Linked DNA regions of Mus musculus: region 1 is linked to region 2. A link is a contact called in public promoter capture Hi-C data. All regions are on one chromosome and are shown on one strand. The core of a region is the stretch at or near the end of the contact, and the rest is flanking DNA. Distances in the headings are between cores, read along the strand shown.

The links. Promoter capture Hi-C pulls out the DNA fragments that hold promoters and counts their contacts.
Region 1: a contact with region 2 is called in a promoter capture Hi-C map of liver, with 4 times the contacts expected there. The contact joins the promoter of Dnajc5b here to the promoter of Cyp7b1 in region 2. A contact is called at or near these places in 1 of 39 promoter capture datasets (liver) and 1 of 115 datasets of contacts at active chromatin or transcription factors (embryonic stem cells).

The regions. Positions count from the first base shown.
Region 1 is chr3:19,507,200-19,510,113 of GRCm38.p6, forward strand. Dnajc5b (DnaJ heat shock protein family (Hsp40) member C5 beta) reads left to right here and starts at 1,396. Exons shown (of 5, transcript NM_025489.3): 1 at 1,396-1,507.
Region 2 is chr3:18,242,063-18,244,876 of GRCm38.p6, forward strand. It overlaps Cyp7b1 (cytochrome P450, family 7, subfamily b, polypeptide 1), which reads right to left and starts at 1,276. Exons shown (of 6, transcript NM_007825.4): 1 at 1,026-1,276. The coding sequence starts at 1,141.

The sequences.
Region 1 (2,914 bases), core at 146-2,645, 1.3 Mb after region 2:
GTAAAGCAGGTGAGATGGATGGTCTTTGTCTTAGTGAGGATTTTACTGCTGTGAACAGATACCATGATCAAGGTGTCTTTTATAAAGGACAACATTCAATTGGGGCTGGCTTACAGGTTCTGAGGTTCAGTCCAATATTATCATGGCAGGAAGCATGGCAGTGTCCAGGCAGGCATGGTGCTGGAGGAGCTGAGAGTTCTACATCTTGTTCAGAAAGGTAAACAGACCCCTCAACAGAGGAATGGATACAAAAAATGTGGTACATTTACACAATGGAGTGCTACTCAGCTATTAAAAAGAATGAATTTGTGAAATTCCTAGGCAAATGGATGGACCTGGAGGGCATCATCCTGAGTGAGGTAACCCAATCACAAAAGAACTCAAATGATATGTACTCACTGATAAGTGGATATTAGCCCAGAAACTTAGAATACCCAAGATATAAGTTACAATTTCCAAAACACATGAAACTCAAGAAGAACAAAGACCAAAGTGTGGACACTTTGCCCCTTCTTAGAATTGGGAACAGAACACCCATGGAAGGAGTTACAGAGACAAAGTTTGGAGTTGAGACAAAAGGATGGACCATCTAGAGACTGCCATATCCAGGGATCCACCCCATAATCAGCCTCCAAATGCTGACACCATTGCATACACTAGCAAGATTTTGCTGAAAGGACCCTGATATAGCTCTCTTGTGAGACTATGCCGGGGCCTAGCAAACACAGAAGTGGATGCTCACAGTCAGCTATTGGATGGATCACAGAGCCCCCATGGAGGAGCTAGAGAAAGTACCCAAGGAGCTAAAGGGATCTGCAACCCTATAGGTGGAACAACATAATGAACTAACCAGTACCCCGGAGCTCTTGACTCTAGCTGCATATGTATCAAAAGATAGCCTAGTAGGCCAACATTGGAAAGAGAGGCCCATTGGACTTGCAAACTTTATATGCCCCAGTACAGGGGAATGCCAGGGCCAAAAAGTGGGTGTGGGTGGGTAGAGGAGTGGGGGGGGGAGGGTATGGGGGACTTTTGGGATAGCATTGGAAATGTAAATGAGGAAAATACCTAATAAAAATTTTTTTAAAAAAAGATAAACAGAATACTGGCATCCCCAGGCAACTAGTAGGAAGCTCTCTCAAAGCCTACCCCCATAGTGACACACTTTCTTCAACAAGTCCACACCTCCTAATGGTGCCACTCCCTGGTCCAAGCATATTCCAACCACCACAGTCTTCAATGTTTCTTTCCGGAGATTTCAAAAGGTCCTGAGTGCTAAAGTAAATGAAAATTGAGAGACTGTTAGTGATGTGGGTGGGAAGATCTCAGCTGGGTAGTGGGGGTAGGGAAAATTCTAGTCTATGACATCACAATACCCAGCATAGACTAGAGCTTAGCATCTGAGAAGGAAAAGCAACGGAGGCTCAGTTATTGACAGAGCAGGGGAAGAACACTCGTGGAAGGACCCAGAAGGATCAGCCAGCCATGCCTCCAGTTCAGGTACAAGGTACATGACTTTTGCTAAGCTAATCACAGGACTCAATAGTGTCTAAAGGAAAAGAAGACACTTACACGGGTACCTATTTTTTTTAAGGGATGGTAGGAATCCAGAGGGGCTTCCAGCAGAAGTAAAGCTGGTATATCCAGGAGGCTATGAAGCCACAAAACACAGGCATTTATAAAGTTCTCAGATAACCACTGGCCCCTCCTCAACTTCTGGGAAAGTGCAAAAAGCACTGGTGTCTCCAGTGGTCAGTTCGTGGTTATTTTCTAAAGGGACTCACTCATTCTATGATATTCTTCTACACAGGAGTTTTGGTTTTTAGTGACTTCTCCCAGGATGACAGAGAAGAGTGAATATTTTAAATATTTAAGTGAAAGAATAATTTTAATAGAGATGGTTTTAAAAATACAACAAAAATTAATATAAGGAGGAGAAAGGTGTATTATGGGTTAACAATAGAGATTAACTTCAAAGTCTAGTTTTGAAATTCCAAGACTTCAGAGGCAAAAGGCCACCCCTAGGGACAGTGGAAGAGAGAGAGGCCTTGTGGTTGAGAAGTCAAGTTGCACAGTTCATCTGCTTTTACCCCTACTCCACTCCTCCCATGTCTAGGGACTCAGCAGTGAATCGTTGCTGGACGTGTGAACAGTTCTGTTTTCTTTACTTTGCTTTGGGGTTTTGGCTTCTAAAGTATTTGTTTCTTCCTGGAGGCCTAGAAAGACTCCAAGTGACAGCAAATAGCCGTTCTGTTTAGCAGCAGGCGGAGCTTAGGATTGGTGCCAGGCCCTGACTCATCTCTGTTTGGACTCCCTTGGGTCTTAACACAGAGCAACTCCACAGTCAGAGGCTAGGACTACTCAAACAGGCTTTTCTGATCATGGTCTGCAAGAGCCGTGTTAGGACACTGTGGAAGGAGCAGCCTGGGGCTCTGATTCGGATCAGTAACCTACAGGACACACCAGGCACAGTAGACAAGAAAGGGGATCAAATCCACCTGGGATACAGTTTTCACTCAGCTTCCAACAATCATGCATGTGTATCACAGCAGTAAGACCAGGGCCCCGACACTCTACGAAAGCAGCAGTAACCCATAGCATGTGAGACATTTGTTTGTTTGTTTGTTTTGTTTTGTTTTTTCGAGACAGGGTTTCTCTGTGTAGCCCTGGCTGTCCTGGAACTCACTTTGTAGACCAGGCTGGCCTCGAACTCAGAAATCCGCCTGCCTCTGCTGAGGGACCCAGAGCAAAGCAGAAGTGCCTGCTCACTGTATAGCACACATTCAACTTTCATCTGGAAGGTTGCTATGATTTTTCACAATTGAGTTATGGTCCAATTTCTTAAGACTCTGAAAACTAAACTTTCACTGATCAGTTTTTAGACTTCTTTCATTCTATAGACACCGAAAAGCCA
Region 2 (2,814 bases), core at 26-2,525:
ACAAATCACCTTCCTGTCTGCAAATCTGGAAGTGCAACTTAACTGGCATGGGGAGAAGCTGGAGCCTGTGTAGAATCACATGAGCTGAAGTTAAAGATCCAATCCCCTCCTGTGCTGAAGACTGCAGAAGAGGGACAGGAAAGCTCTGGAAAGTTCTCTCAAAGCTCAATGTGAGAAAGTGGAAATGCTATTATCTTGAGTATTTTTCAGTTGACATTTCAGAAGTGTGCAGATATGTGTGTGCAGTACAATTGTGTCATTGTCCCTAAAACCAGAGAAGTTATGACGCTCACTGATCCAAGTAAATACTGACAGATATTTAAATTGTAATTACTATTTTCCGCAAATCAATCTGCTTGGTTTACAAAAAACATGAAAACAGTGTAGGAAAAAAATAAGACACTGGTGGGAAAAGAAAATAAATTTGAAGTGAACAATTTTAGTTGTATTTCTCTACATCCATATTTCAAGCAGGATACTTAAGCCCTTCTGAGTTTTGCTGTTGTTACTGTTGTCCTGAGAAAAATAACAGGGCGAAGACATAACTATTATCACCTTTGCTCCTCACGAAAACTTGTGATAGCAAATACTGTTGTTTCTATTTTTTCCTAGTAAGGAAAATCAGGTAAACTGAGGCACAGAGCAGCACCTATATCCTGCACCTGCATTTTCTTAAAACATTTCTCTTTGAGCTAAATGAAATTCAAGAAAATTTTCTTCCTGAAATAGAGGGAACTCTGAGCTGCAACATATCCATGGGCCCACGAAAAGGCCATACTTGATGCTTAATGCAAACCTGAATAGCTACAGCCTGCGTGGTGCAACTCCATTCGGGCCTCTCAACTGTAGCCCGTGTGTGAGTGTGTGGAGGGTGAAAGAAGTCTTTATTAGGACATCCACTGGCTGCAGCAGATGCCAGTGTCCTGCAGCAAGGTTTTCCTGCACCCGCCATCCCTGCCGGACTCGGGTGTCCACGAGGTCGCGTGGCCGCGATCCCACGCATGCGTGGCCAGCCAGGCGCTTACCTGGTGCGCCGGGTAAGGAGGAACAGGGCCGAGAGCAGTAAGGTGGCGGCAAAGAGAAGGCCTAGGAGGGCGAGAGGCCCTGGCGAGGCGGCATCTAGGGTCGTGGCTCCCTGCATCCCGACGAGCTGGCGGCTCTGTAGGGAGCGATGGCTTCTGCACAGTGCCCTCTCTTCTAGACCAGAGGCTGTGGCCTGCCCGCTGCACAGAGCAGAATGTCACAGCGGCCCCCAAAGCTGAACTACAAAGTTAGTGGAGTCCCCTCCCCCCCGCCTCCCCCTGACCCAAGCGTTCCGCCTCGCACCGCCTCCCGCTCCGCTCCGCTCCGGTGACAGGAACCCTGCCAAGGAAGAGGGAAAGGATTAGGATTTCCCCAGATGGAGCCACAGAAGCCTGGGGGTTGGGGGGCGGGGGGGTGTTTTTGAGTCAGTCAGCAGTGAGCTCGCAGAAGAGACCCTGCCTGACTCCCTGCTCTCCCCACCCACTAGCCTTAGAAAGTGGCCCTGTGGCACAGGTCATCCTAAACAGCTGGCAGATACTGCAGTTTGTGCTCCCCATCACCTTCACCACCAGTGTCCACTGTGCTTAGATTGAGGTTGAGGGCATAATATATGCAAAGGTTCACACCAGAGGCAGAAGGCAGGGTCTTAACTGCCGACGCACAGCACAGAAAGAAGCCACAGGTAACACCAAGCTATGACACCAAGTCCACGTCCGTAGTGTACAGCACACTGTACAGGCAGAGAAGGAAGACATTCGAAAAGTATCTTCTCATGGGAGCTGCGGTAATGACTCAGCAGATACACCTGAAACATGAGGACAGGCGCCCTGCCTTAATAGAGAAAGTGAAAGTGGCTGAGGAAGAGAGAGACCTGATGCTAACTTCACAGGAGAGCCCCCATCCTACACACACCTTTTTTCCTGATTACCCATATTCAAGTTGTCTTGTAGACTTAGTTGATAAATATTTACGCATCTAATTAAATCCTACTCCAAAACCTCTATCTTATGCACTGGACAGGATACAGTTCCCACCCTCACCTATCCCCGAACAGTTACTGCTAACAACTTCAAATCTGGTCTCTGTGCCACTTACCATTTCACACAGATCTGTTTTTACCCTGTCTCAGTCTCAGAAAGAAAGTGATGAATACTCCATGTGCAATGAGAAGTGTTAACACCAAAGGCTTGCGGAAGAGACCACTGACCTGCATAAAATAAAGCAAGCTGTTTTTATTTGTTTTCATGGGCTCCTTCCTCCTAAGGTTGGGATCCAAGAGGTCAGCATTGGACATATGGAAGACAAGGTTTTTATACCCAGTGGTAGGGGGTTTCTGAATGGGAGTTACTGAGCAGAATATAACAAGATGGTCATAGCAAGATAGCTTTTGAAAGAAAGGCATGACTGCCATTTTCTGGAAGAAGCAGTGCAGAGCCATTTGTAGTTAAGGTTGCAGGTTACACATAGCCCAATTCTTAGGAAATAGACATTGAATCATAAAGAAATAAACTCAGCTGGTCTTTACTATAAGATGGCATTCTTAAGTGTAAGCCATGGATGATATGTGGTTTGTTGGATCTGTAAAAAAACAAAAAAACAAAAAAAAAAAAAATAAGGGCTGGTGAGATGGCTCAGTGGGTAAGAGCACCCGACTGCTCTTCAGAAGGTCCAGAGTTCAAATCCCAGCAACCACATGGTGGCTCACAACCACCCATAATGAGATCTGATGCCCTCTTCTGGTGCGTCTGAAGACAGCTACAGTGTACTTACATATAATAAATAAATAAATCT